Linked DNA regions of Zea mays: region 1 is linked to region 2. A link is a contact called in public Hi-C data. All regions are on one chromosome and are shown on one strand. The core of a region is the stretch at or near the end of the contact, and the rest is flanking DNA. Distances in the headings are between cores, read along the strand shown.

The links. A called contact is a pair of places that touch in the nucleus more often than the background predicts.
Region 1: a contact with region 2 is called in a Hi-C map of leaf, with 6 times the contacts expected there. The contact joins the promoter of LOC100193917 here to the promoter of LOC542124 in region 2. A contact is called at or near these places in 2 of 25 Hi-C or Micro-C datasets (ear and leaf).

What each region holds. Positions count from the first base shown.
Region 1 is chr3:14,776,970-14,783,745 of Zm-B73-REFERENCE-NAM-5.0, reverse strand. It overlaps LOC100193917, which reads right to left and starts at 1,253. Exons shown (of 39, transcript NM_001349879.1): 1 at 944-1,253; 2 at 297-510; 3 at 117-212; 4 at 1-33. The coding sequence starts at 1,100. It also overlaps the pseudogene LOC103649725.
Region 2 is chr3:14,443,822-14,450,568 of Zm-B73-REFERENCE-NAM-5.0, reverse strand. It overlaps LOC542124 (single myb histone 6), which reads left to right and starts at 1,672. Exons shown (of 6, transcript NM_001111756.1): 1 at 1,672-1,770; 2 at 2,900-3,110; 3 at 3,269-3,492; 4 at 3,618-3,702; 5 at 4,481-4,564; 6 at 5,700-6,155. The coding sequence starts at 2,961. The coding sequence ends at 6,017.

The DNA.
Region 1 (6,776 bases), core at 4-2,503, 330 kb before region 2:
TTGACACCGCCAAGAAATGCCCAGTTACTATTCCTGAAAGCACATCAACCAGCACAAGTTGATATTGAAGACAAATGGAGAAAATAAGTATCTATCCAGACCAGAGCCACACTCACCCTAAGTTGACCAACTGCACGATCCGAACAAACGCATGTGTATCATGGTATGGCAGTGCGCTCAGCAGCAACTCATCCGAATTGTATACATGCACCCTACATGAAGGTTCCCACCAGAAACAAGAGAATAAGCTAGAGCTCGTAGGGCCATCGGCAAAATTAGCTGAGCTAAATTCATACAGGTATCTGCGGATAAGGTATTCAAGGGTCTTGAGGGCAGAGGGAAGATGCAAATAGCCAGCTAGAAGGCGAAGGTAGGTGGAGATAGACTTGTTGAGTTTGTCGTTCTCCTTGGGAGTCAACTGTTCGCGGTTCACCTCAAGGCTAGTCTCCCTGAACAGAGTGTTGCTGTATTTTGCAAATCTCTCGTCTACGCTGGTAAGGTGCTCCAACCCTGAAAAGCAATTTGATTCAGGTACCGTAGAGGAAGAGAAGCTCTTCGAATGAAATACCTCATATGCAAAACTAAATTGGTTTTGTTTTTAAAAACTTCATTCAATTTGAGCTATTAGTGAAGTTTCATAAAATCGCATGCATAATTGCACAAGCATAAACAACTAGGTGTACTATGTAGACGGATGGGATCAACCTGCAAATAGCAGCAAAATCCAGAGGGAATTCCGAGAAAGCTGATTTAGATATTATATTAAATGGGAGCTAAAATAAGAATCAAACGAACCAAACAAAATTCTAGAACGCTCGGTTTAGCGGAAAATACAACCAAGTTGTCCTTCATGAAATGCTGGCTAGTGGCTACTCTAGAAGAGCGCAACTAATAAAGCATCAGCATGCTCGAACCGATCAGGTCGGTAGTTAGTGGTACGAACCAGAGAGGGCAATGGGCAGGATGGCCCGGAGGTCGATGTCGGCGGCCTCTTTGGCGTCGAAGAGCACAGACGGCCGGGTGACGGGCCGCCGAGCCGGCTCCGGCGCAGCGCCGAGCGCCGACTTGATGGCCTTCAGCTGCGATGCGATAGACGACATCGCCGACAGCTTGTCTCGTTGGCGGTGGCCGCGACTCCCTTGATGAGGAGAAAAACTGGTGCCGCCGCTACTGAACCCTAAACCCTGCGCGGCGGGACAATGGCGGCGGCGATGACGGGTCGGGACTCGGGAGAGGATCAGCTGTGTGGCGGTGATAGCCTGAAAAGGCAGAGGCGTACTTAGAGCCCACCTAAAGCGCGGCCCGGTCCAGGTTTTGATAGGCCCTTAAACGGATTTTCGCATGACGCAATGTAGCCCAATATCTCCAGTACGTGTATCCTCCTGCATGTGATTTCGACGTTTGTTGTTCACGTGTGTCACGAATCGGCCACGGCCCACTGTTCGCTGCATAAACAGTCAGCGGATAGACACACACCACTACTCTTTGCCTTGTTCGATGCATGTTGTGTGGCTCACGTGATTGTTTTAAAAAAACTAGAACATTAGGCGCCCCTTCGGGCACCCTACAGTGGTTAAAGGCAGAAGATAATAACTATGTAAATGGTATGGCCTAAAGAGAACACTTGCATTTCTAGCTATTCAATTTTAATATTTTTAGCATATACAGTCGACAGAGAGAACTTGCAAGCAGAACATACAACTATATCGTTGTCTATCGAGCTATCCTACAGTACCTCCTCCTCTTCTTCTTGGTGTTGCTGTCTATCAGTCTTGAGCCAAGCTTTCCATGTACAGTTAGTGGGTGTTAAATGTTCACTCAAGATCGGTCCTGTTGTTGTTATGCACAGGGACGGTGGGTAAGACGTCGAAAGGCCATTACGCTCCGCCTCCTATCTGGCATGCGAGAGCTCCCTCAACGCAAGGTTGAACATCTCCTTTAGGCGCGCGGATGAACTGGAAAGGACGTTCTTCTCGATCCGCTTCTGGTGCCTGCTGGTCTTCGACCACTCGATTCCCAAGGAGACCTGCACATTGCTTGCTCTTTGCTTGGGAGCGAGGTCCTCGACCTGGTACTTGATGTGGAGCTGGAAAAAAAACAAGATAGGAGCGCAGGTCAGAATCCAGATGTGTCGTGTTTCTCTTCTTCTGCTGGTATGAAGAAAATCGGCGCAGCAGGCTTGATCTTTCGTGTGGTGATTAGAATGGACCTCCTGCAGTTTTTTTTGCCGCCACATAGACACAGCTACCCCCTGACCACGTTACAGCACGGAATATCATAACACTAACTAATTGACCAAATGACAAGCATTTTGTTTCTGATAAAAGGAATGTTTTATATGTTTCAAGATCGTTACATCGAGTAATTTAGAAGCTGGAAATACTCCATCTAACAGACTTCAAAATTTTCGTTAAAGAAAACGGGGACTTCTGACAAGCAGAAGAGCATGCAAATTCAACCCAGAACGCCAGAGAGGAAGAAGATTCAGTTACGTATACAAACCGTAAAGAAGTCGCCAAGAAGGACTCCTTGGAGCTCCATCACCTCTTCGATAACCCATCCTTTCTTATTAGGCATAAGAGATTTCTGCTGGGTTCCTGTCACTTCTCCGCCAACGGGAGACAGCTTCTTGCTGAACTTGTAATGGATTTTTCGTTGATACTCATTGGGTTTATCTGATTCTCACTGTGTAGGCGAGTACTTCTGGCATCCAACTTTCTCCGTTACCTTCATTTCCAAGGATCCTCCTAGACACACCTCCATAAGCGAGGCCATCTGGCAAGAGATACATGAATGTCAGTTTCAGCCTCTTATGATGGACCACAATATAGGTAGTTAATAAACTTGCACAAGTGCAGGACTACAAGTGTATATTTAGATTTGCCATACAAGTCGCCTGAACTTACATTGGTCGAAATGGTCGAGGAGAAAACTTCAGTCATCTGAAGGCTCTTGGCATCCTCAATACCAACAAAGACCCCATTGTCCTCACTCTGAAGGGTGTTAATTTGGGATTGTTCTTCCGCAAGCTGTACTTTAAACTCTGTGCTCAGAGATCTTGCCTTCCATAATGCCATTATTGTCCTGTAGAGCACAAACAATATTTATTCCAGAAAAAAAACATATAAATCATGCAAAAGATATTGCAAGAATCAAGACAGTTAGTTGCGACACAAGTTATTTCCAGAGTTTGATTCATAAGAGCCATATGACATACACTCGATGTGTTTAAGGAAGCTGGGCATTTACCTATTGGCCACACTAAATGATGCAAAAGACTGCAAGCAGAACTTAAGTTTTCCATTGTCCATGCTCTTTACACCATGCTTTGCATCCATGCCTCTACCTTTGTGAAGAGTTATTATAATGGATGGACTCCATGATGATATTGATTGAGGTATTCCCTGTATGTCTTCAATATCCTCCCATAGAAAGTAACATTTTGTTTTCCTCCCAAACATGCTTGAATAAAACCCAATTGTTCTTGGAGATAAGAAAACTTGACCCTGAAATTAAAAATATAAGAGTCTGTCAGTTGACTGGACATGTAGTGAGCTATTCAGAGCCATTGAGAACACATGAACACAGTGAGTTGATCCAATAAATCAAACAAAATCAATAGCATATATACAAATATTTAAATCACATAGCATGGAAGGAACAATATGACCATGTCTTTCCAAAAAATGAAATCAATGCACAAGACACTGCTAGCTTACATCTTCAGTTGGTTTCTCTTTCGAAATCACAACATATGAGATTGTAAGAAAATGTTCCTGAATGTTCTCTACTTTTCAATAAAAAGTATAAATCAAATGTTATATCTTTCATAATTCAGGAAAATTTGTGCACGCAAACACTTTTTAAGTATTATCCATCAGCATTCTTCCACAGGGAAAAAGGATCATAAAACATATATTTATCATTCAATCTAATAATTTATGTAAGAAAAAAATCAAACGATTACTTGTGTAGGCAATTTCCTCTTCAAGTAGCAGGTAAAACTGCTGATGAGAAATTCTTCTGCTGGCAAAGAGAAGAGTTCCTGGAATGCAGTATTGGTCCGAGGAGACCTCAGTGTCATCTATCAAAAGTTATGAAATCAGATACGGAAAGTCATGCAGTAATAGGCTAACAGCGTACAGTAACAGTGTACTTCCTAGCAGAAAGGAATGGAAACTCTCACCTTCTTACCAACCTCTTTCTCCATTTTGCTCAGATACTCAGTGACCATGCCGGTCCCTTTTGAGTTGTTCAAGAAAATCCTCAGATGCAACTTGGTCCTATGATTAGTGTGTTGAGCCTGGGAAAGGGAACGAAGGGAGGGTGATCGAATGCATTACTTACCCGGGCAAGCTCCCCGATCTCAAGGTCACTATATTATATGACATAGAAGATCATGATTATTAATTTATTATATATATAATTGGAGTCTACATTATATTTCAAGTAGCATTTAAGTGTCCTCACATTACCATCAAATGTAGTAGGTAATAATTTAAATGTGTCGGGGACCATAATTAGGGGTACCCTCAAGACTCCTAATTCTCAGCTGGTAACCCCCATCAGCATAAAGCTGCAAAGGCCTGATGGGTGCGACTAAGTCAGGGATCAGTCCATTCGAGCGACTCGATCACGCCTCGCCCGAGCCTAGCCTCGGACAAGGGCAGCCGACCCAGAGGATTTCCGTCTCGCTCGAGGCCCCCTCCAACGGCGAACATATTTTCGGCTCGCCCGAGGCCCTGCCTTCGCTAAGAAGCAACCCTGACTAAATCGCCGCACCGACCGACCAAGTCGCAAGAGCATTTAATGCAAAGGTGGCCTGACACCTTTATCTTGACGCGCGCCCCCCGGCAGAGCCGAAGTGACCGCCGTCACTTCGCCGCTCCACTGACTGGCCTGACAGAAGGACAGCGCCGCCTGCGCCACTCCGACTGTGGTGCCATTTGACAGAGTGAGGCTGACAGGCAGTCAGGCCCCGCCGGAGGCATCATAGGAAGCTCCGCTTCGCCCGACCCAGAGCTCGGACTCGGGCTCAGCCCCGGAAGACGGCGAACTCCGCTCCGCCCGACCTAGGGCTCGGACTCGGGCTCAGCCCCGGAAGACGGCGAACTCCGCTCCGCCCGACCCAGGGCTCGGACTCGGGCTCAGCCCCGGAAGACGGCGAACTCCGCTCCGCCCGACCCAGGGCTCGGACTCGAGCTAAGTCCCGGAAGACGGCGAACTCCGCTCCGCCCGACCCAGGGCTCGGACTCGGGCTAAGTCCCGGAAGACGGCGAACTCCGCTCCGCCCGACCTAGGGCTCGGACTCGGGCTAAGTCCCGGAAGACGGCGAACTCCGCTCCGCCCGACCCAGGGCTCGGACTCGGGCTAAGTCCCAGAAGACGACGAACTCCGCTTCGCCCGACCCCAGGGCTCGGACTCCGCCCTGGCCTCAGCCGACGACCTCCGCCTCGCCCGACCCAGGGGCTCGGACTCGGCCTCAGCCACGGAAGACAGACTCGACCTCGGCTTCGGAGGAGCCTCCGCATCGCCCAACCTAGGGCGCAGGCCAGCCACGTCAACAGGAGGCGCCATCATCACCCTACCCCGAGCTGACTCGGGCCACAGGGAACCCGACCGGCGTCCCATCTGGCCAGCTCCGCCAGATAGGCAATGATGGCGCCCCGCATGCTCTGTGACGATGGCGGCTCTCAGCCCCCTTACGGAAGCAAGAGGACGTCAGCAAGGACCCAACCGCTCCGACAGCTGTCCCTCCGCCAGGCTCCATCGCTCCTCCGACGGCCACGACATCACACCAGCTGGGTGCCAAAATCTCTCCGGCTGCCACGACAGCATGTACTTAGGGCGCTAGCTCTCCCCCGCTAGACACGTAGCACTCTGCTACACCCCCCATTGTACACCTGGATCCTCTCCTTACGCCTATAAAAGGAAGGACCAGGGCCCTCTTAGAGAGGGTTGGCCGCGCGGGGACGAGGACGAGAACAGGCGCTCGCTTGGGGCCGCTCGCTCCCTCTCCCGCGTGGACGCTTGTAACCCCCTACTGCAAGCGCACCCGACCTGGGCGCGGGACGAACACGAAGGCCGCGGGATTCCCACCTCTGTCACGCCGGTCTCCGGCCGCCTCGCTCTCCCCCCTTCGCGCTCGACCCATCTGGGCTGGGGCACGCGGCGACACTCACTCGTCGGCCCAGGGACCCCCCGGTCTCGAAACGCCGACAGTTGGAGCGCCAGGTAGGGGCCTGCTGCGTGTTGACGAACAGCTTCCCGTCAAGCTCCAGATGGGCAGTCTCCAACAACCTCTCCAACCCGGGACGGTGCTCCGTTTCGGGAGTCTTGAGTTCATGTCCCTCGATGGCGGCTACGACATGATACTCCTTCCACCGCCGCGCGACGACGACAATGGCGGCCGACAACCCGCCCGCCGGCGGCGGAATCGACGACGTCTTCCCCGCGTGGTGGAAGAACGACCTTCGAGCTCATCCTGCCCTTTCCCCCGCCGACGGAGGGGAAGGCAGGGCGACCAAGGCCAAGCAGGAGGCAGCGCCTTGTTGGCTGTCGAGCGAGCCGACAGCACCGGCACCCCAACGAGGGGCGCACCGGGTATCGACTTCGCGACTGGGTCGAAGACGAGCGCCGTCTCCCCGCGACACGCCCATCCCGAGCAAGCGGACGACGCCAGCGCGCTCGCGGAGAGCTTGCTGGACGTCACCCTCGCACCTGAGACGACGGTGCAGTCAGTCCCCGACGTGACTTCATCGCCGCTCGTCGACCAA
Region 2 (6,747 bases), core at 423-2,922:
TTGCAGACCAAGTTGGCCTTCGCTCTGCATGAGCGCAATCTCTTGCTCAAGCTCCTGAGCCTTCCGCTCCTCGTCACGTATCATCTGGCGCACCTTGGCTTGCGCAGAGACACGTTGGCGCTTGGCCTCGAGGATCTCCTTCTCCTTCTGGAGGTTGCGGTTCTTGATGCGCAAGGCCCGCAGCTGTAGCTGTTCTTCTGCTGAAACGCCGATGGCTTCGCCATCCTCAGTGGCGTCCGCGCCCTCCGGTAGAGCGAAGCCTGGGGGGTTGCGGCTGTCCTCTGGAGCTGCAGGTGCGGAGGCTGCCTTCGGGTGTGGGTTGTTCATTGCGCTGCCTCTTGCTGAGTGCGTCGTCTTCGCAGGCTTCTTGGTGGGTGGTGTCGACAAGGGCCTTGCCCTTTTTCTCGGCCAACAGCGCTGCCTTCGCTGCTTCGTCAACGGATGGGGCTGCCTTCGAGCTAGCTCTCTTGGGTGCCATCGCGGGTGGTTTTTTCGTAGCACGAACGGTGGGCGCCAAATGTTGGAACTCGCCACGAGGGCAGCATCTCCACCATCTAGCGATAGTCGAACTGGTCCCTCAGAGGGCAAATGTTGGGGCGAAGGCGAAGCCGCTACCCTTCGCTCGATGCCTTCGTCGATCTCGCCGCACCAACGGAGGCAAAGCGACCGGCAGTTTCCACCCTTCGTCCAACACGCTGCAAGACGAAGGCCTACGACGAGGTCGCCCCGTCTAGCTCAGTCGGTAGAGCACAAGGCTCTTAACCTTGTGGTCGTGGGTTCGGGCTCTACGGTGGGCGTCAAATGTTGGAACTTGCTCCCCCGAGCAAGATGATCCAACGGGGGAGTGAAAGTAATGCAAAAAGGTTTTAGCTCAGGAAGGCAATTGCTCTGTTAATCCAGTCTCTCAAGGGCACTGTGCAGGGGTATTTATAGGTGCCTGAGTACCCAGCGTCTTGGATTAAGGACGCATGTGCCCTCAGGCGCCTAGGTCATCCCCGAAATATTCCAATAAAGCAGGGTTACAGACTGTCATTACAGAAAAGTCTTTACAAATCGGGCCCGTAATACACTCAGCCGACCGGGGCCTGTTACAATGAGCCGAATTCCGCGTGGGCCTTCGTGTTGGACGAGGCCGCGAGACGGAGCGACCTCGTCGTAGGCCTTCGTCTTGCGGCGTGTTGGACGAAGGGTGGAAACTGCCGGTCGCTTTACCTCCGTTGGTGCGGCGAGATCGGCGAAGGCATCGAGCGAAGGGTAGCGGCTTCGCCTTCACCCCAACAACGTGCTCTCCAATGATGAGACCATACAGAGCGTGACATATATCGAAGTCTGCATGATACTGATGGTTTCAATGTAGTGGTGAAACAGATATATTATAAATAACAAAATTTATGTATGGCCAGAATCACAAATTGATTATGAAACATTTTCTCGTAACGGTATAACACACATTTTATATATAAGTTATCGTAGTATACTAATATTATATATTCTCGTTGCAACGCACGGTCATTCAGCTATCATCTAAAAAGGCTAATATAATAAAAAAAAACTGCGCGCACTGCTGTCACCGCGGCGGAGGGAAAAATCGGGCGTACCCCGGTGCCCGTTCACCGCCGTTCACGCCGCGTGTGCGCTCTGGCTCTGCCGCTCTCTCTCTCTCCTGCGCGTGGCGCAACTGCCGTCCTATACCAGGCGCCCAGGTCTAGCCTCGTCGGTGCCTTCGCCAGGTCTTTCTCGGGCCCTTCGCCAACGACGAGCGCCCGCTAGGTATGTGGATCCCTTCTCTGCCCTACCAGTTGTGAGAAACCAAGCACCCGAACCCTAAGTTAACCTATATGGGTATTTGTATATTCGGATCTGATCTAATTGCATTATTGCAAGCGTATACATGTATTATGCGTACCAACTGCGATTTTTTGGCAGAAAGTATCGGGCGAACATTGTACATTTGCACACCCATGTACTTTACTGGCTCTGCCCCTGAACTCACCATCTTCCTGTGTTGATAATTTGTTAAGTTTGTTTGGATTTGTTAGAAAGGGCACCCATGGAGTTTAAGAAATGGAGATGGTTAAGCAGTTCCTTTCAATGCTCCCATGTTGTCTTATGTCCTACATCAATGTTTGTATTGGTTTGTTTTGGTACCATAGGAGGTTAGTTCATGCTGGCATAGCAATGGAATTATTAAATAGAAATGCACAAGCTTATTGAGATATGATTGGATTGGTGTTCACCACTTCTCTGACAAAAAAAGGCAGTTCTGAATTTGCTTTGTAAGCTCTAGTTTGAAGCTCTGTTTGGTCACATCACAGAGGCCATTTTATGCCATTTTGTCTCATATGTACTCCCACACAGTCACAGATAAGTGATGTTTTGGGTTGTGTGCAAAGAACCAACCTAATCTTGGTCCGCAAATCATTCATAAATATATCACGACAGGAACTAGTAGTCAAAGTTATGTATTCAGGACAGTGCCGATGTCTATAACACCACTTTTGTCCGAAGGGAGTAATACTACGATGGATATCATAATCTCTATTCATGAACAGTAATGGAGCCTTTGGAAATCAGCAAATATCTTCAGTAATTTCTAGGCCTGTACATATTTTTATGTTGTACATTAGACTCCCTCTCCAATATTCGGTATATTTAAGTTGTACTTCAAACCTGATTTTCTTCTTTAGCCAATCATGGCAGGATCTTTTACATATTAAAACAAGAACTTATTTGTGATAAGTTTTTGCACATTATGGATTTGTTTGTTGCCAAAATATTCATGGAATTGAGTTTTCAGATGATTCAATGTTTGCAGCAGTGTTAATCTATTATAGTACAACAGTGGCTATATTCTTTTTTTGTTTTACAATGCTTTAATGGATTGAATTTCACAATCCAGGTTAGAAGGTATGCATTCGTGTTCATAATATTGTATTTGACTAAAAAGACTGGGCCTACGCATGGGGGCTCCAAAACAGAGGTGGACTTCTGAGGAAGAGGCTGCTCTTAGAGCTGGAGTAGCCAGACATGGAGTTGGAAATTGGCGCATGATATTGAATGATCCAGAACTTAGCTCCACATTGCGCTACCGCTCGAATGTTGACCTAAAGGTTAAATCTATTCACTCGTTTTTACGTAAGATTGATTTAGTGAAGGGACTGCCATATTTGGGTATTCCTTGAAATCATGTGTCTTTTGGTTTTCAAATTTCTAGATTCATCTTCAATCTTAATGCTCATATGTTCCTTTTTTATTAATCACTACTTAGGACAAATGGCGCAACATGAATGTAATTGTCACTTCATCGAGTACTCGTGACAGGGGGAGAACTTCCACGAGGAGAACCCGAGCTGCTCCTAAGAATAATGACCAATTGTTGGCAATGAGCACAATCACTTCTGAGGTTGATGATGAGATTGTTGATGTAAAGCCCATAGTATCAATGTCTGTTGAAGGATGGAATACTTCAAATTCAAAGAAATCTCACTCAAGGTGATTACATATGCATGTGTAATAATACATAATTGTGCCGTTTAGCTTATCTCCCTCTCTCTCTTCATTATCTCAATAGAAAACTAGATAGACTGAAGTCTTCACTTACTATTGCTTTAATGCAGGCTAGACAATATTATAATGGAGGCTATAAAGAACTTGAATGAGCCTACAGGGTCCCACAGAACTACTATTGCTAATTACATAGAGGTGTGCATTCTTCTCTTGTTTTTGTTTCTTTGAATGAGCCTACAGGGTCCCACAGAACTACTATTGCTAATTACATAGAGGTGTACATTCTTCTCTTGTTTCTGTTTCTTTCTAGAACTTATAGACTTACAATATGCTTTATTTATGGTCTGTCTACGTTCCCATTTTCCTTTACTTTTGAACGTCAACATTATTTGCCTTTTCTGTTTGTAATTAGTCAGCCAAAAAAATTTATACTCATGATATCTTGTTAATAGTAAATGTATTGTTCTTATTTTTGACAAAAGTGTATGATAAGTCAACTACGTGGCTACCCAACCGTCATGAACCCATGATTTTGCCCAAATCGGAAGGGTAGGCGTGGTGTAGTGATGAGAGCTGTCTCGCTGAGTCACCAGATCACGGGTTCAAAGCAGGCTCTCTACATTTACAGGGAAAAAACTTGCATCGGTTTATATATCATAAACATCTAAATAATCAGTGAACACTTGTCATGCCAGAAACAGAACTTCAGCACACCTGATCTGACTGTATAAAAGTTATATATCATAGATATCAAATAGTAGAATCCAATAAAAAAGCATGTCTAGTTAATTAGATTAGATTTCCTCTTGTTGTCCAAAGCGTTAGCTATTGCACTGTCTTCTCGCAGAGTTCTGATTTCATTTTGAAATCATCATGTTCTTTCTTATTTGCTAATAAAAGTTATTGGTGAACTAGGTCATGGTCGTCTTATTTTCTATGTGCACAATCAGGCTCTTACCTTGGTTTTATGTAGGAGCAATATTGGCCACCTAGTGATTTTGATCACTTATTGTCTGCAAAACTGAAGTATTTAGCTACCAGTGGGAAATTGTTGAAGGTAAATATGATTTTTAGCTCCCTACATCATTTTATGCTATGAGAAATGAAGTTAATTTAAAGATGAAACTACTAGGTGATATCACGTGAGTAAATTCAATTAATGTCATCAGCTCACCTAAAAAAACTCTTCTTGGAGGAAAGATCTCCCCCAAGGCATTGTATTAAGGAGAAACCTTAACCACAGGGTCAAGAAGGCCAGCTGACTTCCCAGGATGCAACCATGTATATCTCTGAAAGCAGTTGCAACGTGAGGGGCCTTTTGTGAAACCCAGGGTTCAAACCCTGATCCTACAGCACCACAACTGGGTGCCCAACCACCGGCCACCACACTAGTGCATTCTCATGACATCACCTGGTGTTGTACTCCAAGATAAGTAAAATTTGTGCATAATGTTGAAGTGTATAAGTGGATTGACAACCTTCTCCCACCAGAGAGAAAGATGCAAACGTGGAAATAAATGGGCGGGGGCACACATAAAGCCTCTACCAAGATTCGAACTCGAGATCTCTGGCTTTGATACCATGTTAGAGTGAACGCACTAACCAGTTCAACCCAAAAGTTTAAGCTAATGAAAGAAGGTAGCCAATCCACTTATACACTTCAACACATAACACCATGAGAAGCCTAGTTTTCATCGAACTGGGACAACTCATGTGCCATGTTTATGAATTCAAGTATATGAAGGTTTATCATGACCCATATGTTTGGGCATAAGCATGTGCTCTAGAAGATGCACAAACGTAGACTTGATCAATCATGCACCATACTCTATTCTTTCTATTATTACAGTGCCAAACATGTTAATCAGTATTAGCAAACACTGAGTTTTTGTTCAGTAATGCACAACACTCCACTGTTAGATACATTGATTTCTTGTTCAATTTCATGTAGAATCTTTTGTTAGGCTGCAGGTTTCCTGTTGATCTTACTATAAATGCTATTTTCAGCACTACTCGATTTGTGACCCATCTTCCATTGCTGAATGTTCATATTTTGATCCAATCAGAAGTTGCATGTTCTCAAATTGAAGAACCTTGTTTCGTACACTTTCTAATAAAGCTGTGCTGAGCCTTTGATCTAAAAAAATTGAAGAACCTTGAGTTTTTCAGCATTACCCTGTGGGAGTTTGCAGGTGAATCGGAAGTACAGGATAGCACCTAGTTTGCTGGAAGACGTGCAAAGAGAACCCTTGAAATTAGGGAGTGATGCTAGTAGAACCCTTACAAGATCCCAAGTCGATGCTGAATTGGTCCGTATGGCAACTATGACTGTTGAGGCGGCGGCGGCAGCTGCTGCTCATGCAGTTGCAGAGGCAGAGGCTATCATGGCAGAAGCTGAAGCAGCTGCTAGGGAAGCAGAAGCTGCGGAAGCAGAGGCCCGAGCTGCACAGGCCTTTGCTGAAGCAGCAGTTTTGACACTGAAGAACAGAAATGCTGCGAAATTGGTATAGCTCGAGTCCATGAATCTTAGATATGCCCTCTTGTCCTTCCACACGTAGAATCCAGTTCCGTAGCTCTGTATGCAACTAATTGGTTACTAAAAGAACCTGAAATCAGAAGTTTTCACAAACACACCGACTTATTCACCGAAGATTATGATTTCCAAAGTAATTGTCAGTACCCTAGAACATGAAGTTGCGCTGTCCATGCGGCTATCCTTAGTCGCACGGTAAACAGTACCCGTCTCCACCACGTGGACGGCTCTGGGGTCGCCACGTGGCCAGGGAAGACAATATCCTCCAAGGTATCAACGGTGGGTCCGGACCCCATGGGAAAGTGTCGGACCCCAATATATCCGGACCGGGCCTCCGGGTAGGATCCAGGACCTCCGCGGGTACAGACCGGACCCTCGGGACGGGTCCCGGACCTCTTTGTGTAGGGTTCGGGCCACCCTCAGCAGAGTCCCGGGATTCTGGGACAAAGAATACCCAGGCCTTAATCAAGGCCAGACGGGGGTCCGGACCATACCATGTACACTTCCGCTCCCCGCTCAGGCGGAGGTCTGATGCTGTCACGTGGCATATCGCCCGTGACGTAAGCCAGCGGGCGGAGCCTGACGTAAGGCCTCTGGGCCGCGCGGTCTCTGCATTTATTGCAGAGAAGACGCACTGCCTGACTATTTCGCTGACAGGCGATATGCTGCCTCAGCATTTAATGTGTCCTGTCCACTCCGCTGGCAGG